Linked DNA regions of Mus musculus: all the other regions are linked to region 1. Evidence: chromatin contacts called from public Hi-C and targeted proximity ligation data. All regions are on one chromosome and are shown on one strand. The core of a region is the stretch at or near the end of the contact, and the rest is flanking DNA. Distances in the headings are between cores, read along the strand shown. Region 1 holds the start of Washc5 (WASH complex subunit 5). Region 2 overlaps Nsmce2 (NSE2/MMS21 homolog, SMC5-SMC6 complex SUMO ligase). Region 3 has its middle 42 kb from the start of Gm36617. Region 4 overlaps Nsmce2 (NSE2/MMS21 homolog, SMC5-SMC6 complex SUMO ligase). Region 5 overlaps Nsmce2 (NSE2/MMS21 homolog, SMC5-SMC6 complex SUMO ligase). Region 6 overlaps Gm36677 (a long non-coding RNA gene).

The links. A called contact is a pair of places that touch in the nucleus more often than the background predicts.
Region 2: a targeted proximity ligation map of bone marrow-derived macrophages shows a contact between it and region 1, with 3 times the contacts expected there. A contact is called at or near these places in 1 of 39 promoter capture datasets (liver), 3 of 484 Hi-C or Micro-C datasets (adipose-derived mesenchymal stem cells, granulocyte-monocyte progenitors and muscle stem cells), 8 of 130 datasets of targeted methods (the 230-238 cell line, the NIH/3T3 cell line, bone marrow-derived macrophages and 5 more) and 2 of 9 other capture datasets (adipose tissue and liver).
Region 3: a contact with region 1 is called in a Hi-C map of the N1E-115 cell line, with 5 times the contacts expected there. A contact is called at or near these places in 1 of 39 promoter capture datasets (pre-B cells), 2 of 484 Hi-C or Micro-C datasets (the HL-1 cell line and the N1E-115 cell line) and 1 of 130 datasets of targeted methods (embryonic stem cells).
Region 4: a targeted proximity ligation map of bone marrow-derived macrophages shows a contact between it and region 1, with 2.7 times the contacts expected there. A contact is called at or near these places in 2 of 39 promoter capture datasets (neutrophils and pre-B cells), 2 of 484 Hi-C or Micro-C datasets (bone marrow-derived macrophages and embryonic stem cells), 8 of 130 datasets of targeted methods (the NIH/3T3 cell line, the SCID.adh cell line, bone marrow-derived macrophages and 5 more) and 2 of 9 other capture datasets (adipose tissue and liver).
Region 5: a targeted proximity ligation map of bone marrow-derived macrophages shows a contact between it and region 1, with 5 times the contacts expected there. A contact is called at or near these places in 1 of 484 Hi-C or Micro-C datasets (bone marrow-derived macrophages), 13 of 130 datasets of targeted methods (the NIH/3T3 cell line, bone marrow-derived macrophages, effector CD8 T cells and 9 more) and 2 of 9 other capture datasets (adipose tissue and liver).
Region 6: a contact with region 1 is called in a targeted proximity ligation map of the 230-238 cell line, with 12 read pairs. A contact is called at or near these places in 2 of 39 promoter capture datasets (liver and stem cell-derived epiblast-like cells), 4 of 484 Hi-C or Micro-C datasets (B cells, Sertoli cells, embryonic stem cells and 1 more), 19 of 130 datasets of targeted methods (the 230-238 cell line, the NIH/3T3 cell line, bone marrow-derived macrophages and 14 more) and 2 of 9 other capture datasets (liver and pancreatic islet).

The regions. Positions count from the first base shown.
Region 1 is chr15:59,371,658-59,375,751 of GRCm38.p6, forward strand. It overlaps Washc5 (WASH complex subunit 5), which reads right to left and starts at 2,530. Exons shown (of 29, transcript NM_153548.3): 1 at 2,384-2,530. Nsmce2 (NSE2/MMS21 homolog, SMC5-SMC6 complex SUMO ligase) reads left to right here and starts at 2,541. Exons shown (of 7, transcript NM_026746.3): 1 at 2,541-2,698.
Region 2 is chr15:59,565,082-59,569,140 of GRCm38.p6, forward strand. The region is part of intron 4 of Nsmce2 (NSE2/MMS21 homolog, SMC5-SMC6 complex SUMO ligase); the gene reads left to right. Among named protein-coding and RNA genes, the nearest start is that of Gm36677, 51 kb to the right of the region's middle.
Region 3 is chr15:59,201,824-59,205,854 of GRCm38.p6, forward strand. No RefSeq gene overlaps it. Among named protein-coding and RNA genes, the nearest start is that of Gm36617, 42 kb to the right of the region's middle.
Region 4 is chr15:59,518,038-59,522,104 of GRCm38.p6, forward strand. The region is part of intron 4 of Nsmce2 (NSE2/MMS21 homolog, SMC5-SMC6 complex SUMO ligase); the gene reads left to right. Among named protein-coding and RNA genes, the nearest start is that of Gm36677, 98 kb to the right of the region's middle.
Region 5 is chr15:59,587,075-59,590,859 of GRCm38.p6, forward strand. All of the region lies in intron 4 of Nsmce2 (NSE2/MMS21 homolog, SMC5-SMC6 complex SUMO ligase), which reads left to right. Among named protein-coding and RNA genes, the nearest start is that of Gm36677, 29 kb to the right of the region's middle.
Region 6 is chr15:59,622,705-59,626,990 of GRCm38.p6, forward strand. It overlaps Gm36677 (a long non-coding RNA gene), which reads left to right. Exons shown (of 3, transcript XR_875371.3): 3 at 1-1,271. Among named protein-coding and RNA genes, the nearest start is that of Gm36677, 6.7 kb to the left of the region's middle.

The DNA of each region.
Region 1 (4,094 bases), core at 1,280-3,779:
ACAGGGGACCAGCCATTTGCTAGAGGCTGGGTCTTTTACTGACTACTGCTGGGTGAGTGTTCAGATTATGCTGGGTGATATTTCGTAGGTTCAAGATCTAGGAAGCCAGATTTTGAGAAAGTCACCATGAAGCTATTAAAAAAAAAAAAGACACTTTAGAATATAACAGTTAAAACCTTTTCTAGGACAAATAATTTGGAAGTCAGATTTGAAACAAGAAGGTGGACAGGAGGATTGAGTTCAGAAATGTTCACAGGATCTTGAAAGTAGACGAAGAAAGCAACAGCCTAACCAAACGATGGGCAAGGAAATGGGGCGAGTCACAAACTGTACCCACTTAGCTACATCGTCATCCATCGCCTTCTAGGAAGCCAGCTTCGTTTTCAGCATCAGGAGCACTCACATTTGTACGTCCCTTTGTGTTGCTATCAACAGTTAGGGAGATGATGAATAAAATAGAATACTTCTGGGGTTTCTGAGTGATGAACCTTATTAAAGTTTTATCAATGGCCACAGAACAACACCAGGATAACCAGGAGGAGTCCCAGTGAGGATCCAACACTGATGGTGTCACAGAGGCCAGAGACCAATGACTCACTGTGATGAACATTTGCAAGTGAAAATGTGTGGAGAGAGGGATATACTGTGAGACACACTACAGCTTCCACAATGAGATGTTTCTCTATGCTGTGTGTGTGTTTTGGAGGAGGGGCTGTAAGAGCAAAAGGTGAGAGGATGAGGAGATAAGTGGGACTGGGATGCATGATGTGATTTGTGATGATTCACAAATAATAAAACGTTTTGAAAAATGACAACCTCTACTTTCATATTAGCCTTCTAACACTCAACTGATAAATAATTTAATAGTGTGGCCTTAGCTGCAGACCAAGCACTGTTTTAGGATCTGAAGATACAGTAGTGCAGAACCCTGAGCTCCAGTTATCATGATGTCTATACACTACTGAGAGCAGGAGACATAAGTTAGCCAACACATACAAAGAGCACTTGCAAACACCAGTACTCTAACTCTGGGTTGAACTGAATTGTTAATGGCACGGAACAGAACCACAGATCTTAATTCCCTTCTTAATATTACTTTATAGGTTACAAAGTATGGCAGCTTTAGTTTTAGGATCTTGGCATGTAACTTTTTTTTTTTTTTTTTTTTTTTAAATAGGAAGAACCCCTTGTCAAAGGAACGTGTTTTCAAGAATGGCATCTGTTACCCAGTAAGTACAGAACAAAATATCTTTAGAAAATTAAAGTGTAGAGGACAAAAGCAGATGGATTTTTTCTTCTTTTCACAAAACCTCAGATCCCTAAAGAAAGCAGTCTCAAATCCATAACAGAGGCTGTCCCAGAAAAGTTCTGGAATAAGCTGGATCACCCCAATGTGACTCATGAATTTTTAAAATTATATTTATTTTGTGTCCATTGGTGTTTTGCCTGCATGGATGTCTGAGGGTGTTGGATCCCCTGGATCTGGAGTTATAGATAGTTGAGAGTCACCACATGGGTACTTAGAATTGAACCCGGGGCCTCAGGAAAAACAAACAGTCTTAGCCACTGGGCCCATCTCTCAAGTCCTGATTCATTAATTCTTAACATCTAAGACAACTTTCCTTCCTGACCTTTTAATACATGTTGTGGTGACCCCAACCATAAAATCATTTTCATTGATACTTAGTAACTATAATTTTGCTACTGTTAAGAATCATAATGTAAACGTTTATGGAAACAGGTTTGCTAAAGGGGTCATGAAACCCACAAGTGAGAACAGCAGACCTAAGGAAAGAGTCCCTGGCTGTGGTTAGAGATAATAAAACTCCTTCACTATCCCTCATCTATATAGAAATCAAGAGTCCAACTTTTCTTTTCTTTTTTTATGAGTCCAACTTTTAAATTTCCTATCATAGAAGAATCAGGACCCAGTAGAACTACCTGCCCCCAATACAAGGACTACAGCACCATGTCTCAGGTGAGGGAGACTAGGGTATAGAGGAACGACTTGCACAAACTCACAGTGAGCGACAGGACTTTTATTCCCCCCCCCACCCCCCCCCCCACCCCCCCGCGCGCTCTCGCCCATCATCACTCCAGTGACTACTTGATTTTCTGGAGAGTAAGTGCAAGATCAGCCACATTAGCAAGGCACCGCTCCGAGAAACTTGCAAGCTCAGCTATGGGCCAAGTAGCTGAGCATCACCCCAAAAGCTTCAAAGAAGCATGCAAGAGCGATTTCCATGAAGGCGTGGGTGAACATCAGGCGTGCAACCCCAACCCTGCAAGCCCTAGGTTTTCCCGTTGGCTCCGGGGACAGTACCGGACGTGGCCCACGGGGGAAGGAATGGACCTCGAACCCGCAGGCCCGCCTCCGACTCACCTGTCAGCCGTCCGACGCTGGCCGCGTGGACTGGGCGCCCCGGTCCCCGTCTCCCACCCCAGGGATCCCCCTAGAGTCCCGGGCCGCAGAGCGTCAGCTGCCGGGACCCGGGTTTCTGTCCTGGAGTCCCTAGCCCGTCACGTGACCAAGGGGCGGCGGCCCGGGCCCGGGCATCATGTGATCGCTCGCGGGCGCCAAGTGATGACGCAGAGCGCGCGCGGGTCGTTTCAGCCACAGAAGTGGGCTGAGGAAAGGAGTCGGGGTCTGGGCGTGCGACGTTCGGCTAGATATCACCGAGCTAGGTGGGACAGCCAGGTAAGATCCAGGAGGAACCGTGATAGGGGTCTAGCCGGCGTTGTCGCCTCCCTCTGTGCTCTGGGGACCTGGGCCTGAGCCTCTTCACCCGCAGCAACTAGACGGAGGCGGGTTATGCTCACATATGATCACAGGTTATGTGATCAAAACAAAACAAACTGTTTAGAACTGACTTTTGAAACTGAGGCATGAACAGGTAGCTCAGATGGACTCAAGGCCACAGGTGCCATTTCACTTCTGCAGGTGAAGGGATGTGGTAGCCTCGGTGTGAAAAAAGAGGGGGGAAGCGGGGCGGGAGGCAACCTTCTTGGGCACGGGCATGTTGGTGGTGACCCGGAAATGGTAGTAGTTTTTATTATTACTTTGGTAACTTAACGGATTTAGTCCTGCTCATTTCATTTTTGTGAGGCGACGTTTTATATCTTCTAATGCATGTTCCAGTTTAAGGAGATCCCAGCATGAAGGAATGGTAGAAGTCGGCAATTAGCCGTATTAAGTTATATAGTAGAGATGTGTGTTAGGAACTGAGAAGGCGTGTGGAAGAGGAGGAGCCGTGGGCGAGGGAAGGTTTCAGAGAGAAGGGTGTATGCATGCTGAAAACGGAGACACTTCAACTCTTGTCGTATGAGATCACCTTGGATTTAAAGGCGGTCGAACTTTTGGTTTGCTCTATGCCTACTGTAATGCTGTGCAGAAACGTGTTTTCCTATTTAAAACTGGCTTAACTTGACAGCAACTCTTTCATGAATATAAGGGAAGCAAAATAGTGTGCTGAGCCCAATAACTTGGTGAGACTTCAGGAAGTGCTTAACTTTGTTGTAGATTGTCTTGGAGGCTATAGGTACTGGTAACAAAAAGATCGGTGTTATTGGAAAGAGGATCCAAGAAGGGGTTGGTGTAAATCAGTGTTTCTTAACTAATGTGATGATTACGCTTTGTCTTCAGATGATTCCTTGTGGTGAGAGACTGTACTGTACTTGCTAGAATTCTATCAATTCCATAGATGCTGGTCTGTGACACCCCCCAACCCCCCTCCAGTGCCACAGTCAAAAATGCCCCCACGTGATGTTAGAAGTTCCCTGGGGGAGGTGTTAAACCTCCAAACCCTAGGTTAAACCAATCCCCAAGGAATAGTGTTAGAATGTTCAGATGTCAATAAATGAAATACTATATCTATGTAGTTTCAAAAGCATCAGAAACTGATGTCGTAGAGGCTGAGAATTCCCGAGGCCAACTTACCATCAGATTCAGTGTCTGGTGAAGGCATGCTTTCTGGCTTGTAAATGGCATGCACTTGCTGTTTTCTTGGGTGGTAGAAAAGCAAGAGAGCCCTTGGAGCACCCGTTATAAGGGACTAATAATGTTCTGGAGGGTGTAGCTAGTCACCTCGCCAAAG
Region 2 (4,059 bases), core at 1,375-3,874, 190 kb after region 1:
GAGATCTTGCGTCTCCATTGACTCAGCTGTAGACCAGGGCTAGCACTAGGTGACCGCAGCTTTTTCAGTTTGAATATAATGCCAAGTCCACTAAAAAGCAAAAAAGTCCACCTGTTCCCTTTACACATTAGGCTCCTGTGTTTGTGCCATGCACTGTGGAAGTACAGCCATGCATTCGGGAAGAAAACATAGCATTGAGCAGTTTGGTAGACTCCTGTGGCCATTTCCCTACCTGCCAAGTGATTATCTGTCCCCAGGTCCTTACTCGTGGCATATGGGAAAGAGTAGATAATACAAAGATTGTAAAACACTGTCAATGTCAAGTACTGTGCCATAGACAGAGCAGCCACACAAGGCAGGAAAGCATCGTGAGAAAGAAAATAGGCATTCTTCCCCGCTGTGATTTTATTGTTCCCACCCCCCAACCCCCACCCCACCCCGAGACAGGGTTTCTCTGTGTAGCCCTGGCTGTCCTGGAACTCACTTTGTAGACCAGGCTGGCCTCCTGCCTCTGCCTAGGATTAAAGGCGTGCGCCACCATGCCCGGCTTGTGATTTTAAAACTATGTTCTAGATTTTTAACAACTAACCATCTTGATCTGTATTTTCCTGTTAATTGGAACTGCCCAACACACTTTGGGGCAGTACCTCCAACATCAGAGTGTGATACTAGAAGTCATTTCATTGTTTTCCAGCCCAAATCTTTTTGCAAAGAACTTGAGACAAGCTTGTTTCATCTCCAGTTCCAATCACTAGCCGTGTGATTGCATGTATAGGGTGGAAGAGCCAAGGTTAGAGCGGCACACAGGAAATCCAGACTCGGCTGCTTCTAAGCTCCAGTCAGCTGCAGCTCTGGGACAAATCAGAGTTGCAGACTTTATTGAGAAGACCAAAGCTGCTGTGTGGACTTAATCTGCTTAATTTCCCCAACAATAGATATAAAACTAACTGCAAGGTCACACAGAGGAGGAAGTTATCTAGAGTCTGCAGTTTAGTGTCTTGTCCAGTGTGTCTACATTCTCCTAAGTAAAGCAACTTGATATGTCTGGAAAGGGTATGTTTCTGTCTCCACTTTATATATGCTTAGAAAATTGGCAGATTTGATATAAGCCTTCATATTCACAGATATCCTAGAAATATCTACCATAAGTCTATCCGCTATTAAGGTCACAGTAATAGGATTGTATGGTTTGTAGAATTAAATATGCTTAGCTTTGGCCTGCTCTGAGGTTTCCAGTTTTCAAAAAAACATGAGAGAAAGCACTAGCATCAGCGTTGTCTCCATTAAATTAGATAATTTGCAGACTATGCATAGCAGAGTGCTGGCTTTCAGTGCATCATAGCTCGCATTACAGAACAGGTTCTTAGTCTGATTAGACTTTCACTGAATAGTTAAGCTCTTGATAAGAGAATCCAGATGAACAGGTAGTGTTTCGCTGTTGGTTAGTTGGCTGGTTTTGCATTTACTCTTTATCGTGGGAGGCTTGTGCATGCTGTGTTACATACAGGAGTTTAGAAGACAGCATGTAGGGTTCCGTTGTCTCCTCCAAACTTGGAGTCCTATGGTTCAAACATAGTTCACCAAGCTTGGTGCAGGTATCTTTATCTGCTGAACATCTCACCGGTCCTGTTTTTGTCTCAGATCGGGTCTTGCTATGTAATCTTGGCTGACCGGGTACTTTCTGTGTAGCCCACCCTGGCCTCAAACCCACAGCAGTCCTCTTGCCCCCTCACTCTGCCACATGCAGCCACCGTGCCCATTTTAGAAGAATCCCCATGTGCTGGAGAGCAGGCCTCTGCCTGGCCTGTGCCTTCTGTGTTCCTGGTTGGTAAGTAATGGGTGTTCAGGAAGGAGCTGCTTGCTGCACTTGAGCTTGGGTTTCTGTCAAAAGGAGATTGCCTCTTCAGTGAACCCTTGAGTCTTACGAACCAGTCCTTGATTTCAAAATTTCTTTTGAGTTCTCATGAATGTGGTGAGCTACCATGCAGTGTACTTGGAAACAGTCCAGTTTGGTTCTAAAGAGAGAAGGGAAGAGGAAGGGCGGAAGACCATGTCATCTAATTGGTTTGGGACCTTGGAAGAGACAGGATTGTCTGAGGGGAGCACCAGGTGGAGAATCCAGTATCCTACACACTGCTGCCAGCAGCACTTGCTCCTGAGAGGGAACCATACAGGAAACACATCATCCTGTGCCCATGCCAGGCCATCAGAGTCAAAGCCCTAGGAGTAGGGGACCGAGGCGTCTTTGTAGTTTAGTTTGCCAGGTTTAGGGAGCATTGCCACAGCCGTTTTCCAGGCCCAGGAAGAGAAAGCAATTCCCTGAGTCACTCCCAGGGCTAGTCAGTGACCAAGGCCAGCCTTAGGTTCAGAAGACACTCGGCCAGTACAGGGTCTTCCCAGGTTATCCCAGCCCCTGGTTCTCTACTGGCTGAAGAGCAGAGGCAAACGCTTCTCTCTCTGTGCTATCGAGAGCTGCCTGACCTTAAAGGGCCACTGTGGGGTCAAGCTAGTTAAAAGATGTTCTGTTCTGTTCACCGTGTCCTTTACTCACAGTCTGTTCTGCAGACAACTGAAAGGCTGCTAAATTAAGCCATTTTTCAGAGAGGTCTGAGTCATCTAGTGGCAGCTGTCGGTGCCTCGCTGGAGGTGCTTTGATCATTGTTGTCTAAATGCACACATTAGTCCTGGGCAGCAGTGTGTTGTGCTGTGCTAGGGACTTACTGAGATAATGGGCTCAGCCCTTGAGGACATCAAGGAAAGCCAAAGGCTCATGAGTTTCTCTCAGGGCAAGAAAAGGCATGGAAGCCACATATTTTAGCACCAACAATCTAGTCTCTCGGCTAGGAAAAGCTTGAATGTATCCTGCCTGCCCAGTTAATATAGAGAAGGGAAGTACCTCACTCAGATCACATGGGAATTCAGGAGCAGATGGCAGGACACAGCAGAACAGAATTGGTTTCCTCAAGGGAGTTTCCTCTATTCAATCAGGAAGGCTTTCATTAAGAGTTGTCATTTCAAGGACATCTGGAAATGAGGTCTGAGAAGCCAGTCCAAAGCACAGTGACCATGGGCATATGTTTGAGAAGAGTGGTGTACAAAAGAAGAAAAAAAATGCATTAACCTGTTATAAAGCAGTGTGTATAACTGATTTAGAGCACGGGGGTGGGGGGTGGATGGGTGGGGAGGAGTCAGAGTAGGAATCTGAAGAGGCCAGAAGTCACCAAACAGTTGCCAACGACAGCATTCTCATGGGTCTTACTGACATGACTAGGTGGTCGAAAGTGGTTCAGGGGGGTTAAAGTCACTGCCACCATTCCTGAACAGCCATTTCATGCCATGTCTAGCATATTGCATAAAATGTCTTTTTCCTTAGAACAGCTTTTCAGACAGGTGTTTTCCTCCAAGCCAGTGTTCCTGTGCCAGTGAATGCCCACTCAGACTTGGGTGGCTTTCTTAAAAGCACAGGGCGTTCGGGAGACAGAGTTCATACTTGTTGGTTCCTTCCTTGAGGCCTCTCTCAGGGTATTGAGGGGGAATGTTAGGGAGAGCCATAGGAGATCACCGAAAGCTTCTATCTAGGCCTGCAAACAAAAGGGGATAAAATGGTAGCTGTGGGTGGGGTCATACATTTCTGATTAGAAAGAGCAAGAAAATAATGCAAGTTTTTGCCATTGCCTCACCGATGCTTAAGGAAGAACAAATTGACCGGAAGTTACTTACTTGGCAGTGATTGACCTGGTGACATGACCCATCGAGTTAGAAAAAAGGAAGGCTCCTCAAGAAGAAAGATGTCACATAATAAGCTTTACTGGTGAGTTGGAGTGTTTAACGTTGCAATGCCCAACAAAAGATGAAAGGTAAAAGCAGATTAATATGTTGATGTGTCCTCTCAATAGATGATAGCACAGCATCCTGTGACCTAGGGTCTCACAAAATCTGCCACAGGCCTGTGTGCATCGGGCACTGGAATAAGATGGTAGATCACGGATGTGAGAGGATACAGCTAGGAATGGAAAGATCGAAAACTCCGGGAAGCTGTGTGCTATCATGCCAGCCTTG
Region 3 (4,031 bases), core at 1,403-3,902, 170 kb before region 1:
GGGTACCTCTGTGGGTAGAGCCTGAGTATATTCCACACATAGTAGCACTGAATTTTAAAATCAGAGCTATTGGGACTATAAAGCCCTAATCCAATGGAGGAAGCCTTCTACAGCAGGGAAACGGGAGTGAGCTATTTTTAGAAAGGATCCCTCTGTGTGCCCCCAAACCACACTGAGGCCAGCCCTAATGGACCTGCCCTCTGGTCTATCAGCATTCACCTTTAAGAGGTGTGGCCATGTTGCGGTGCTGCAAGTTGTCAGGAATGCCTGACCAAAAACTGCTCTTGGACCAAAAGCTGCCTCCTCTCTACTTGAGCCCGGGCTTGCTGACTTCCTGGACTTAGGACATCTGCTACAGGCAGGAAGATGTTGGAGCCCCGCCTGAGGCCATGAGTCTGACTTTGTGGAGATGCCGAATGTGCTCTAACCAATGTGCTCTAACTTCTTCCTGCCTTACCTCAAAATATTCATTGGACGTGAGGTACCACCAGCCCCACGACTGCCACCCTACCAGAATCGCTCTGCAGCTATGGAGGTGCGCTGAGCTCCTGCACAGACCGCACTGTGAATGGGAAGGGCGGTGGCCGCTATTTTCTTTTCCTCCCCTGAGGAGAAAGTCCTTCGTGGATCCGTGACAGTCTGACTAAGCGTGTTCCTTTGAGTAAGAAAGCTCCTCATGTCATCTCAGCACATTCTCTTCCTCTTTTCCGTGGTGGATCAGCACTCCCTTCTGTAGGACATGCGGCAGAGTTACTGTGAGTCAGAAGGAAGGATGGATGACACAGAGGCGGTGGTACTTCTGATCTGGAGTCAGAAGGGCAAGCTTGGTTCGAGAGGTAGCCACCCTGCTACCCAGGAGAACCTGTGATTGCTCCTCCAGTCTCCCCAGCACTCAGCCTTTCCTTCACCTGGGGGCCTCCGGAGCCGGGGTTCCAGGTTGGAGACTCCCTCAGAGACCTCAGGCCAGCCCATCTCCTTGGGCTCCCTGTCTGTTGTGTGAACAAACAGGTTCCACAGCCCACCCAGCAGCCAGGTCTACTCCCACAGGGCAGGGGTTTTATTCCTTTTTCTTTTTCTTTTTCCAGTTCAGATAGCCGAGTTAGATTCTCAAATAAGCCTGAGAAACTCCATAGGAGTTCAAACGAGTAATGAAAACCGTTGGATACAATGAGGCTGCTTGTGTCCCAAAGTCCCCTCCTTCTCCTTCTCCTCCTCCTCCTCCTCCTCCTCCTCCTCCTCTTCCTCAGAGGCCTAGAATTGTCCCTTCTTCCCCTTCCTTTGATTCCCCAGAGGGCAATGCTCACTAACTCGAAGAGCCTGTGTTTGTCTGGGACTGGGCAGTTACACACTTTGGGCTGTTCAGGCCTGGAAGGGGACTCCACTCCACAAAGCAGAATTGAGCTGCTTTCCTCGGGTCTTCGGCTAGAATTATCTGAAGGGATGTTCAAGTCTCTTAGACTATGCTGATGTCAGCAGAAATGAATGGCGCTCCCCTTGGAGGGTGCGGGTGCTGCATTGGGTTCTAGAAACCTGTAAGGAAGCAAAGTTTTCACTGGCGACTCCACAGACAGATGAAGAGGAGAGAGACCCGAAGGAATCACCCCTTGAGTGCAAGCAAGCTGGGACAGACACTCGCAGACGGGGTAAATACAAGGTGTAAAAGGGGGGAAGACAGGGAAGGCCCAGCTAGCGAGGAGATGCGGTGATCACACCTCCATCAGGAGCTTCGCTGTTTTCTTTTCCTTTCTAACAGTTTATAAGCATTTTCACACACAGGATTTCATTTGTGGCTCACAAACATCCAGTGAAGGATGGAAGAGGACAGGCACTTCCCCCTCGCCCCCCTGCCTGGGAGACAGAGGACTCCAGGATGTCTCTGCAGATCCAGCAGCTACTGATGGCAGGAACACGGCTTCAGCCCGTGGGTGTGCCCACTGAGGGTTAAGCCCCGATGAACACGGTCTCTTAATTTTTCACAGCTCTTCAAAACAGACATGATTTTTTTTCCTTCTAAAAACAATTTTGATAAGATATAGCTACCATCAAACTTGCCTCTTGAATCACTTTCAGATGTCTGTGGCATTAAAGCGGCTCTCACTGTTGATGACCACAGCCATAACATTTACACAGTTCCCTTTGTCTAACAACCTGGACCGCCACACCCATGCCATAACTCCCACGCTGCTTCTCCTCACTCCTCACAGCCCCCATCCTGCTCTCTGTCTCAGAGAGGTTGACAGACCTTATGTAGATGGGGTTAGGTTAGTAATGTCTCTCATGCGTGCGTGCCTGTGTGTCTGGTTTCATTCAGTGTGATGTTCTCAAATTCCATCCTCGTTTCGCTCTGTTTTTTGTTCTTTGTATGGTGTATTTGCTTTTGCGCCGGTGTGATAAACTATCCCACATAAACAACACCAGGAAGAGAATTTCAGACGGTAGCCCTCAGCTCCGCTAGATTTGGAAAATGGCAGAACGCAGTGGTGACACGTGACAGAAGCTACTCAGCACATGGCAAACAGGAGGACATGGTGGTGGTGGGGTGGATAGGGATAGAGGGAGAGACAGATATTAATCTAGGATGAGACATAGCCCCCAAACTCAGCTCCTTAATGACTCATTTCTCCCAGCCAGGCACCTCCCAGAACCTTCGAAAACAGTGCCACCAGCTGGCGACTGACTTTCAGCACACTGTCCTTGTTAAGGAACACTTATCCAAACTATAACAAATGGAGGTAAAGGACACTTTGTCCCTCCATGCCTCTGTAGATTGCCACCGGGGAGCTTCGTCTTTGGGCTCTTGTAAGTAATGGTGTCATTATCCCAAGTGTAAATATGTCCTTGGTTAAGGGATATCTTTAAGCTTTTGAAAGCTGGAATTGATCCATGTTCATCAAATAAGTGGGAGAATCAGTTCCTGTAACTTCAAAGACGACCTCCTAACCACTGTGCCATCCTGCTCCTAAAAAGTCGGGGATTGGGGGCTGGAGAGATGGCTATGCGGTTAGGAGCACTGACCGCTTTTCCAAAGATCCTGAGTTCAAATCCAGCAACCACATGGTGGCTTTCAACCATCTGCAATGGGATCTGATGCCCTCTTCTGGTGTGTCTGAAGACAGCTACAGTGTACTTATGTATAATAATAAATTTTTTAAAAAGTCGGGGATCAACCTAATCATAAAAATATTTAGGTTAGGAACTCAGGTCTGCCCCTCACTGACTGTCCCATCTGACAAGTCACTTAACCTCCCTGAGCTGCTAGCTGTGGTTAGGTAGGAGTATGTGGAGCAACAAACTTAATCATAGTGATTGGCACCCAGCAGATGTGGGTGTCATGCCAGCTTCAGTTGTCAGTATACAAGTGGCAGGAAGTGCATAGGAATGGTAACTCAAGAAGCCAGGCTCTCTGAACCTTGGCTAGAACCGACCAGGTAGACAACAGGCCCCCTGGCAAGTGGTGTTCTAGCTGACTTGTGACTTGTATCCGGCACGTCTGTTGTTGTGCCACTGTCTGGGACAGAACAGATGTCACACTCTGTCATGGTCAGGGCTGAGGCTGTCCCAGGCACATAAATGTAAATGACAGCAATGTTTGAATAAAAAGGTACTGTCTGGGGATCAGGAGAAGGGAATCTGTCCAGGGCAGCCACTAAACAGGCTTTTCCCTCCTCTTCTGGCTCTCCATTTTCCTCAATCATAAATTTGATGTCTTATAGATGACTGCCAAGGTCTTTGTGTTCTGGAAGCTTCTAGGCTGTGACCTCCATGTGGGTTAGGAAAAGGGTGGGTTGCTGTAGCCAGCTTGGGATCAAGCCTGGGACTGTTGATTATGCTTTGGGTAACCTTGACCCAGAGGCACTTATCGTGCCAGCCTCAGAGTTTCTCATTCCTGAAAATGGAAGGTGATAACAGAGCCTGTGTCGTGGGACATGTGAGGATTTGTCAGGGTGATGTGTCTGGCAGAATGAAGTGCTCCGTAGAGGATGGTGTTTCTCAGGACAAGGACTCTATCCAGGTCAGGCTGCACCCAGGGT
Region 4 (4,067 bases), core at 1,149-3,648, 150 kb after region 1:
CCAAACACTCTTAACCACTGAGCTATCTCCAGCCCAGTTGAATTGTCCTGAATAGAAACAAGTCATGGTCGGCATTGTGTCATGATCTGGGAAGGATGAAGAAGAGATTTAGGGGAGAGCTAAACTAGAATCAGAAAAAGAAGGAAGCTCTAAGTGGAAGTGTTTATTATCCATCTGGACATAGAGAAGAAGAATGGAACTTGAAAGAATGACTTGAACTTGAAAGCTGCTTAGGAATTAGGTAACAAGTGCAATGGAAGGGTTAAGGTCAAGGATAACTTAGGGCCAAAGGTAAGTTTCTAGCCTAAATTCCTAGGCGTTGGGGGTACCTGTGGCTGGTGCCAGCCTTGGGCTCTCTAAGGTGAAGAATTGCAACAGAGGAGTAATCAAAGGTTGATTCAGTCATTAACAGGAACCCTCACTGTTCATCTCTGAGACCTTTGGAACGGTACTGCATAGGTATGAATCAGGTTTCACTAGTCAGGCCCTAAGTCCCCACCTCAGGGTTCTGCAGCATGCGTGCTTGCATTTATTACAGTTAGATACCCTTTTGATATTGGCTTTCGAACCTGCTCTTTAATAGCTCTATAATCATATGTATGTTTTGTGTTTCATCTTGATAAATGATTACATCCCTAGAACTTTATATCTTCAAAGATCTCGAAGTAATTGATCCATATAACATCCCTGGGAGTTAGTAGGTGGGGATTCTTGCCCTTTTTTTTTTTTAAGTTGGGAAAAACCCAGAGATACTCAGTCACTTGCTCCAGGCAATATGGCCTTTACATCAACAGTCTGCTTTTAAATCTGTAGTTTTCTTTATCTAATCAAACTCAAACTAGAGCTTTATCACCCGTCTTAGCTTACTATACCACGTTTTCCATTTGACTTCCTTATAAATCTCAGTAGTAATCTTGTCGTGGGTGAGCAAGCTAGCAGATGACAAAGCCCTGCAGATGGTGGGGTGTTATTAGACGCGTTCTCACGACCGGCCAGGAAGAACACCACAGACCAGAATCTTCTGCGGCAAAGCTTTATTGCTTACATCTTCAGGAGCCAGAGTGCAAGAAGCAAGAGAGAGCGAGAAGCAAGAGAGCAAGAAGCAAGAGAGAGAGAAAAGCAAGAGAGAGAGAAAACGAAACCCCGTCCCTCTTAAGGAGCATTCTCCTTCGCCCCGGACGTGTCACTCCCTGATTGGCTGCAGCCCATCGGCCGAGTTGACGTCACGGGGAAGGCAGAGCACAAGTAGTCATAAGATACCCTTGGCACATGCGCAGATTATTTGTTTACCACTTAGAACACAGCTGTCGGCGCCATCTTGTAACGGCGAATGTGGGGGCGGCTCCCAACATCGGGGAAGGGACAGAGATTCAGCCACATCTCCATCCTAGTGTAGATATTCAAGGGGAGAGTGCTCATCTTCCAGTGAAGATGTGACATCATTTCAACTCACAGACCAGCTACTCACTTACCGCAGTCGCCTTTGATATTCTGAGGGGACTTTAGCACTTCATGCAGCAACCATAAGCAGTCATGGGAGTTGCCATAAATGTGTGTGCATGTGTATGTTTTTGTTTGTATATATGTAAATGCATATAAGAAGACTGTGCAGAGGAGTAGACAGAAAATCGGCTTTCGAGTAAACTCTTGGCTGAAATTCCTCCCAAGAAGGAATGAGTGACACTGGGCAGGAACTTCAGCTTCCAGCAGCCTGGGAAGGGTTAGATCTTGATATATCACAGCTACCCTGCGTGGAGTTTGACAAGTCCCTGCTTCATAGACAAAGAGTAATCATGCTGAAATGGCCATTGACTTTTCTGTTGAATGGCAGGCCCTGGTAAATTCAACTCTTGAAGTGTTACAGCCTATTAAAGAAGCTAGTGAGCATTTCAGTCCTGAGCCATGAAGGTACTGGTCCCACCCCTTACTCATGGACAGATATGGGAAGGTGATTCAGTAGGTCAGCTGTCAGTGTGTGCCTTCCAAAACATTATAGTCATGTTACAGTAAACTTTTTATATTTGTTGCGTCACAAAGATTTATTGAAGTGATAAAAGTTATTATGGAAAACAGTGTGCAGTAACTATGGCAACAGTTATTTGATCTCACAGTAATTAGCTGAGCATTTGGTTGCCCAATACTTTTCACAATGCCTTCCTGGTTAGTTCATTAAACAAAATTAGCTTTTGTTTGAACTGTCTTCCTACAGCGTCCTAAATTTGATTTTAGTTCAAAAGAATTAGAAAGTGTATTTTAAAACTACCTTTCCAACTTTTGGGTTGTAGCCATTATTTGAAGTCATAACTTTTTAATTTAATCCTCTATTTATGTACTACAGTGTGCTATGATTCATTGGTTCATCCTCTGAGTTTCAGTGTAGCAGAGTATCCTGAGAGATGAACAGTGTGGTTGAATGATCCTGTGGTAGCCCATGCCTGGATGCCAGCTTGTGTCCTTCCTATGTCTCCACTCAATTCTTGTGATACTGTGTTACTGTACCATGGGTGTCCCATGATCACATGAATTACTTTGTTAACAGTCTGTGTCTCCCCCTGGCACCTGGAGCTGGGCACTGCCTAGCTTTGCTGAGATTCGCTCACCTTGCTGCTCTTGCCGTGCTCCTAGGGACACAGGCTGTGCTCCTTCCTCTTTCTGCATGCAGGTGAGTCATGCAGATAGTGATGTCATCCTTGGAGGACTTCCTCTTGAGACGGGGGCCCTCAGACTTTCTGCCTTTCCTGTCCTCTGTCGCTCCACTTGCAGAGGTGAAGAGGGGCACACCCAAAGAAAATGTCGTGCATTCAAGATTTCAAATCAAAACTCATGAAATATGAAATGGAAAGAGGAGGATGTTCGGATGTTCCAGAATGAGTTAGTGTGACTTTTTTTTCTAATTCAGCAACTGGGGTTAGAAAGGTTGCTCCCCAGTTTAAGGGCACTTGCTGTCTTCCAGAGGACCTGAGTTGGGTTCCCAGCACACAGGTTGGACAGGCCACAGCTGCCAGTGACTCCAGCTCCAAGGGAATCCAACATCCCCGGCCTCATGCCTACACTTCAAAAGAGTAAAAATAAAACTTTAAGTTCAGTAAATGTTCCTTGTATTTCATTTTAATCCTTGTCAGCTCAGTTCCGTGATACACACACACACAACTAGCTTTTAAAAACTTTCCAAGTTTTTTATGATTTTTTTTTCCTCATTTAACTTCCAATTGCCTGCCAATTTTCAGTTGAGGAAAGTTTTTCTTACATAAAAACAGAGCCTTTCCAGTTCTGAGATTAAGACTATTGGTTTCTGTTTAGGATGACTCTATCTTAGGTCTCCATCCATAACCATTGGCAGAACTCTGTTAAGAGCTTACTTGTCCCTGTTCTTGCTGTTGAAGATTTTTAGGACGATTTGTCCAAAATGAAAGCAGTATTAATTCCCGTAGGTAGCCTCGGTGCCTGGCTCATCTTTTCTGCTGTCTTCCCCATCACTGTCTATATTCTGGATGCTTTGAGCATCATAACTGGTGTCAAGGACCCACATGCATTTCCCTCCCACACGCTCTTTCTCTCCCTAGAGTAACATCGTTTGGAAATTTGAACATCCTTTGATACAACCTTTACTGGATGGAACTTCTGTGAAATTTCTCTTGCTTTCCCTCGTATTATCACCTGCTCCCCCGTCATGCCCCGGCTGTCCTGTGCCTGATTCTTGGCCACGATTATCACCATATTACAGTTAAAGGTTAAAACACTGTTGCCTGTGGGCTGTGAACTCCAGGAAAGAGATACTACTCTCTGCTTCTCCCGAGTCGTCCATAGGCTGTGACCAGGTTATAGCCAAGCAGATCAGTGGGCTAGCCTCACCTCACGACCTCCTGACCCTCTGAATCCTAGTCATTTCTATTGTTCATTTTACTGTCCAAGATCTGCCACGGTAGGTGTTCACCCTCCTGGCTCTTCCAGTTTTGCATTCCTTTCCTGGGCCTCCAAAATGTTCTGTACATGGACCTCCAGTGCTCTCAGGAAGGAGGGAAGACAGGAGCTGTTATTTATTGGTTCTCTGCTGCTCATCTCGGTGA
Region 5 (3,785 bases), core at 2-2,501, 210 kb after region 1:
CTACCCTGTACATCCCTCCACTGTAATCTTAGTTTTTGGCAGGCTTTCTTCCTCCACACACACAGTGCTTGCTTCCTGAACCCAGGCATCTAGATGCAGGGTTGGGGTTCTGAGGCCTGCCCATTGGTTAGACGTTAACAGCTAACATATGCTTCTAACGACATCCAGCCATCCTTCAGTATCTGTGAGGGGTTATCTCTGGGATGCCTGAGATATCAAATTTCACAAATGTTCAAGTACCATAGACACAATGGCAAGTGTTTGCATAGAACACACTCCCTCTTAGAGTCTTTAAGTCATCTCTGGGTTTACTCACCATACCCAATTTGGTGTAAATGCTATACTCAGAGGCACTGCACTACTTAGGGATCAGTAACAAGAAGAAAAGTTCTGTGCATGTTCAGGACAGGCACAGTTGCTTCTCTAAACATTCTTCATCTCTATGCCTGATTTAATTCATATATGCAGAACCCAGGAGTGTGGGAAACATGACATCTCATTTGCTTGCTTATATATGCAAAATCAGGACTATTTTGTGATTCTTTAATAAAGATTACATTGGCTTAATCCAGCTGCTCCTTTATTAAAGGTCTAGTTTCTACAGTTGCCTTTGAAATATCATGGGACTTAAAGACTTATTCTTGTCTATATACTAGACATAACAATATAGTCCATCGTGGGTATTATGTGAGTATTAAATGAAATAATATCAAGTCACTGGAGCAGTCTTCAGTAAGTGAGCTATTATTAGTATTAATGAGACACCTGGCAATGGAACACTCTAGAAGCAGCACACTGTTCACAGTGCTCAGAGGATGCATCGGGAGAACGTAGAATGACATGCACCCTGGACAGTTTTAAGCACAAGCTATGCTTTGTCTGGCTCTTGATGTTCTGGGATAAGTAAGACTTTGGTTGGCAGCTAACCCCACTCTCCAAATGTCTGTGGTTCTGGCAGATCTGTGCCTTTCTCTCCCGCCTGCCTTTTACCACACGTACCATGCAGTTCTGTCCTGGAGACCAGGTAAACCACCAGAAGTGATATTTATTGCCAGATGCGACCTTTTGTGAGCACCTTGTAGAATCCCAGCATTAATGTCACTTTCTATAAATACAGGTGAAGGGTGAGGAAATGCTCTCTTTAGAGAAGTGTCGCTATTGCAATCTTTCCTCTTTTAGACTCTCTCGGTCTGTGGGCTATTACTCACGGCTGGCATTCACCCTTCTCTCTCGTTACCTCCCTGTTCGTGATCTCTGCCATCTCTTAGTTCCCTGCTCGGCCTCCCTAGCGGTTGGCATTGCATCTGAGTTATGCTTTCTTGCTTCCTCCACCTTTTGAAATTTAAAAATAGAAAAAGACCAACAAACCCACAGTCTTTCACGTGGGCTGAACTCTGTTAATACGTCTAACAGATTTTCCGGTGAATTCCACACTGTAATATTTATAGTCAGAAATCTGCCATTGGTTCAGAATAAACTCTGTAAGAAATTCACAAGGAGCTACTTTATTTTGACTATCAGACACGAAATCAGGCAGAGGAGTCACCAGCCCACAGGAGGAGGCTTTGCAAAGAGGGTCCCATAGGCAGCGTGGGTCCCAGAGGCAGCGGGGCTCCCTGCCGCCCCTGTACCTTTCTACATTACCTGCCCACTTTCCTGAGTCAGTACTTGATAAAGGAGTCTCTCATACAGTGAACACCAAGCCCAGGGCTCAGAAAACATGCAGACCTTCGTAGGTGTGAGCAGTGTGAGCAGAAGGCCCACCCCAGTATCATACTAAACAAACATGTACCAAACATGTACAGACTGTTACATGCTAAACACCATTTTATTGCTGACAGGTGTTTTGAACTTTCTGCAATTTTGCTTTGAAAATAGAATGGCTGAAAATAACTGATTTGTCACTGGCTGTTAGTGTCTAAGCAGTAATCTTTGCATAATTTATTACATTAAATAATAGATCCAGCCTGTGTATCGATTCCAAATGAAATATTGTTAATTACTAAATAAACGGTTACTAAGGATAAGCAAATAATATTATTTGCAGGCCTTTGACATGAGTTGATTTTTAAGTTGACAGCTGACTTGCTTAGAATAAAGGATTACCCGCTGCTGGTCTGTAGTGCCTTAGACCAGAAGAAGCACCACTGGTTTGGGATTTGGGAGCACGTGGACAGACAAGTACAGCCGGGCATCCCTACTCCATCTGAAATCAGAAACTTTGAAGTCATTGTGTTGACGCTCAGAAAGAGTTCCAGTTCTGAGACAGAGATGCACATCTGTTGATGGTGTCCAGCATCTCTGATGCTTCTCTACACCCTTGGAAAGGGCTAAGATCACAGACACTACCCTGCTGTGTATGCTTTCCAGAGTTCTGCTTGGGAGTCCAGCATCTTTATCCTCCCTTCATGGAGTGAGTGTCGGCTTAGGGACTTGAAATTACCATACAAGTAAAGGGGTCCAATAAAGAAAGGGGGCCCCTCTAAAAGAGCAGTTGGGGAAGAATCTCTGGCCTCCAACCAAATGGCCGTGAACAAAAATTCCATGCCCTTGTCCTGCCTTAGTAGGACAGATAGACAGACATTCAGACAAACAGACAGACACTCCACCTGCCCTAAAGGGAGGCCCAAAGTAGTTGTGTAACACACAAGTTTACAAACCCCTCTGACCCTGCTGGAGTTTCTGACTGTCAAGGGCTTGTTTCCCACACCTTGACAAGAAAGCAGTTTTAGGTCTATATTATTCTACCAGCATGAAAGAAGGAAGAGGAAAAAGAAAAAAGACAGAGAAAAGGAGGAAAGAATAAGCCATTGACAGACAGTTGACAAGTATAGACTAAAGATGACTTACCTGAGATACTTGGGACCACAGTGTTTGTGGTTTGGGATTTTTAAACATTTGCATATACATAGTGAGATAACCTGAGGCTAGGATACAAGCCAAGCAGAAAGTTTAACTATATCCCATACAGTTTCTACACAAAGCCTGAAGACAACAACTTTATACAGTATTTTAAATAGATGAATGTCCTCACCAGAAAATAACCACCTAAGCTAAAACAGACTCTGATGTCATATAGTATTTTAATCCATGAAGCAAAGTCTCACAGTGTCATTGTCCGTGTCTGGTGTCATGTCGGTATGCAAAATGTTGTAAGGTTTGGTGTATTACAGATTTCAGACTTGCAGCTTAGGGAGACTCGGCCTGTAGCCTGTCTTCAGAAAGGAGCTCACCTGTCCCCTGTTTTCCTCACTAAAGGACAGGTGTAACACAGTGAGGGGAAGCAGATGGCTCTGTGTTCACAACCTCACACTCACTGTGCATCATTCTCAGTGCAGGCTAGGAGCTGAGGTGCCCCCCCCCCGCCCCCCTGGGTCAGCTCTCTTCAGAGCAGCAATGTGATGGCATGCTTTTTCACGTCCTTGAGATTCCCCAACATGGTATTTCACGGGGTTAGATGCCAGAAAGATACTGAAATCTAGCTGTCTCTAGAAGCTGCCTTCTATGAAACCAAACATTTAAGATATTTACAAATCCAAAAACATGATGCCATTCTCTGGTTTGTCCTGGGAAATATAATTACTTTTAAATTTTAAATTTTTTATTTATATGAACTGGGTATGGTGGCTCACACCTTTAATTTTAGCACTTAGGAGCAGAGGTAGAGGGATCTTTGTGAGTTCAGTGCTAGCCTGGTCTACAAAGTGAGTTCCAGGACAGCCAAGGCTGTTACACAGAGAAATCCTGTCTTTATTAAAAAAAAAAAAAAAAAAAAAAAAAATTGT
Region 6 (4,286 bases), core at 822-3,321, 250 kb after region 1:
TCCCCCACTTCCTTTCCCCTTTTCCTCATGTGGCTGTGTTCTTGCCAGCAAAGAAAGTTGAAAAGGAACAAAGGCATATGGTTTTCCTATTAAGACTGACGCCCACGTGTGAGGGGAGCCAGAGGGAAGTGTTCAAATAAGGGCAACGGAAATACATTTATGTGACACTCATTTTATAGGCTGTTTTTTTTTTTTTTAAAAAGCTTGTCCAAAACAATGAGATTCTCCTTTGTCCCACTTATTACATGTTTGGGATATTTAGGATGTCCTGGAGACCCCTCTACAGAGAGGTAGGAGAATACAGAAGACCCCGGGTCTAGCTTATAACAAGTGGTACAGACTTATTTCTGAGCTGCATATGGTGGTACATGCCTAGAGCCTCGGCTACTCGGCAGGGGTGAGGGAGTGGCGGTCACTTGAGCCTGGCCAGAGCCACATTGGGAGAAACCGTCCCTTCCTCCCTCCTCCCTCCAAAGTCTTATTTCTGCCAGACATTAGCTGTGGACCTACCATGGTATACACTCAAAAGTTCCAACACTCAAGAGGCTGAGACAGAGGGATTGTGAGTTTGAGACCAGCCTGGGCTACATAGAGAGAGAAACCCTGCCTCAAAAAAGGGTCTGAGAGAAAGCCAAGGGCTGAGAGAAGGCCATCTCAGCCTCACTGGTTAAAGAGCTTACTACACAAACCCAAAGATAAGAACTGGAGTTCAGATTCTCAGAACTCACATAAATGCTGGGTGACAACGGTGGTGGCTCGTCACAGCCTTTATAATCCTCAGCTTCTCCTATTGGACAATCGGGTTGCGATAGCCTTGCCACGTTCTACACAGGGGCCTTGCCTGGTGCAAAGGAGGTCCTGACAATGGAAGAGAAAGGGAAGGGAGAAAGAGAGGTAAGAGAAGAGGAGGGAGGTGGGTGATTACTCACACCAGAGCTAGACCTCGGTTGGCACAGTGCTCACCTAGCAGGGGCTTCCTTGTTCCCACCATACTTCGTGCCCTGACCTAGCTGGCATGCCCCACCTTCCGTCTCAGCAGGGGACAGCTGGCCTTGCTGTTGTCACCAGTACATATAACTTTTTTTTTTCTGTGAGTTCCGTAAGTTCCGAGGACAGTTTGGCAGGCTTTGGGGACAAGCACCTTTGCCTCCTGAGCCATCTCCACAGCTCCTGCTTATGCCTGAAAACGTCTACTGTGCACATAAACCTCATTTTCCTTACCCATCCCGCTGTTCATACAGTACTGCAATAAACATTGATTTGCAAGTGTCTCCGCGATTGGCTGATAGCGAACCTCCTGGGTAAATACCAAGAAGTGAGATGGCTGATCATATGGAATATCTATTTTTGTGTATTGAGAAATGACATGCTGACTTCCACAGTCAGCTTAGTTTCCAGTCCCGCTAGCAATGACTAAGGGCTCTCTTTTGCCCACATCACCACCAGCATCGTTTGTTGTTTGTTTTCTTTATGACTGTCTTTCGGAGCCAGGCCAGGTAAGGTAGTCCCCATGTAGATTCCATATGCGTTTCTCTGAACGCTTTTGAAGTTGACTTTCCCATGTGCTTATTGGCTATTTACGCTTCCGGTTTTGAGGTCTGTCAGTCCACTTCATCTGCCCATTTTGAACTTGTTCGTTTGCTTTTTTGTTTGTTTTAGTTCTTTGCACGCTGTAGATATTAATTCTCTGTCAGATGTATAGCTGGTACAGATATTTTTTCCCCATTCTATAGGCTGTCTTCTTGATCAGTTGTCTCTATTCCCAGACTCATTTCTAAACACCCTAAGATGTGCATTGGCTCCTGGTGGGGGGGGGGGGCAGGGAGATGGGAGGTATTGGTTGAAGCTGACTCAAAGACACAGTTCCTGAACCTGCTGCACATGTGGTACCCACGCCTCCCCTGTGCACTCCTGTACAAATACCCTTTCCTGTTCTTCCCAGGACTCCACGGAACAGCGCGTAGAGAATGCTAAAAGACTCACTTTGGCCCCAGTGGGACTCTTGGTCCCCGGAGAGCAGAGCTCCCCAGCTGTAAGTGTGTGCACTCCAGGTGGAGTGATGTGCAAGGCTGGGCCAGCTGCTGACCTCACATTCGCCTAACTGGTTGTGTTAGGGGGTGTGCCACCTTCATGGGAGCCTGGTTGGGTTTCCTGTGGGTTCCCACGGGGATAGGCCTTTCTGGGAGGGGTCTGGTGCCACCTTTCTTTCCCTGACCTGGTGACAACTCCACTCACCCCTCTGGATGCCTCAGTCATCAGTCTGTCTGGCTTGTTCAGGGGAAGTCAGAGCTCATAATGATTCCACTAATCCTCATGTGGTGACACACTGTGGGTTGTTTTCTTAGCACGGGGGGCAGGGCCTGGGAGATCTTTGCTGACTGCAGCATGGCCTGTGTGGTCTGAGAGTGGGGAAAGGGGCTGCTCCTTCCTGGGAACAGGGAGACATTGGCAGTGAAGACCCAGGTCACGGGTCCCGAAGGGTTCCTGCACAATTCCTATAAGTTTTGAGACTTCCCAAAGCTGAACTCTCTCCGCCCAACCTTTGCTTGGGTAGACTGCACTATAGTCAATTCCAGCTTCTGGGGGCCTGCTATTGGGTCAGCATAACCTGAGGCAAACCAAACACAAACATCAGAGTCCTCCTTCCTGTGCACGTCTGAGGCCAGAGCACCTCTTTAAAGGATGGCCAGGAGCTTCCCATCTTCCGCAACGATTCTCACTAACCAACCCTCTGAGCTCAGGGATCCTCAGCGTGTGCCAAATCGCTGGAAACCAGGTCACAGAGAAACCAGTTGGCAGAGAAAGACTGGAAGCCCTTCCCCACCTGGCCGGGCACTCTCCCAGAAGGTGCAGAAGAGGTGGGGCTTCATGACTTTAAGGCTGTAAGGCTAATTACTATGCCTTCTAAACAGACAGTGAAAGGGGACAGGATACAACGTACCACCTACCCCTGTGATTTGATTCTGAATATCTGTCGGAGAGGTACATCTCTTTGATGTGTCCACTGTGCTGGCCTCTCACAAATGTCAGATAGGAAGCCTGATAAGGAGCTGAGCCCTGCATTACTCAGAACCCAGTCCTCAGTGTTAGGATTTGCATGGAGCCAGGAAACTAGCTTGGCATGCTCTCTCAGAAGCCCTGGACATCTTGAAGCTTCCGTTGCTGCTTCTGGGTAAACTTCATACTGTAGAGAAAGAAAACACCCAGCCCATCTCCTTCAGAAAGGCTGGGAAGTGGGAAAAGCCACTCTCAGACTCTAGCAGGCAGCTGATGCAGGAGGGGTTCAGGTGCTGTTAACACTATGGGGAACAGCCAGGCGGTGGTGGTGCACGCCTTTAATCCCAGCACTTGGGAGGCAGAGGCAGGTGGATTTCTGAGTTCAAGGCCAGCCTGGTCTACAAAGTGAGTTCCAGGACAGCCAGGGCTATACAGAGAAACCCTGTCTCGAAAAACTAAAAAACAAACAAACAAACAAACAAACAAACAAAACTATGTGGACCACTAATTGCCACAAGGTCCCTGGGAGCAGACACTGGCTCACCACTTACTCCAGGTAGAGCCCTGGATATCTTTGCAAGATAATCAAAGTGCAGTTAAGTGAGGAAACAAGCAACCCATTCCATGATTGGCTGCTCTGGCCTCTCAAAAAAGCTCCTGGAAAAGTGGCTAAGCAGTTGCTCAAGATCTCCATGTCTGCTCAGCCACAAAGAGCTGCCCTGACCTCTCCAGTAGGGGAGGAAGCATGGTGTCTCCCATGAGGGGATTCGTTTTCTTATTTCCTTGAAAAGGCAGAAGAAAATAAATGCAGCAGACACGATGGCCGTGCAGTGACGAAGCCAGGCTGGGTTACACGCCTTGTTACAACAGTGTCATAAAATAATTTATTCTATTTCATTTGGCTTTTGGAGATGGGGTTTCTGTGTTGCCCTGGCTATCCTCACTTTTGTAGACCCAGCTGGCCTCAAATTCAGAGCTCCACCTGCCTTTGCTGCCTGGGATTAATGGTGTGTGTCACCATGCCTGGCTCGTAAAATAATTTTTAATATTTTATGTTATGAAGGGAAAGGCCTGTGTCAGTCTATTTGCCCTGTTAGATCAGAATACACCACACAGGGTAATTCATAAAGAACAGAAATTTGTTCTTTTGGCCTTCTGGAAGCTGAGAGGTCGAAGGTCAAGGTGCTAGCGGGTGTGGTGTCTCACGGGAGACTTTTCTGCTTCCAAGATGGTACCTTGTGGCTACATCCTTTGGGCACTGCTTTCTGGCCCAGTAAACAGTGCAGTGG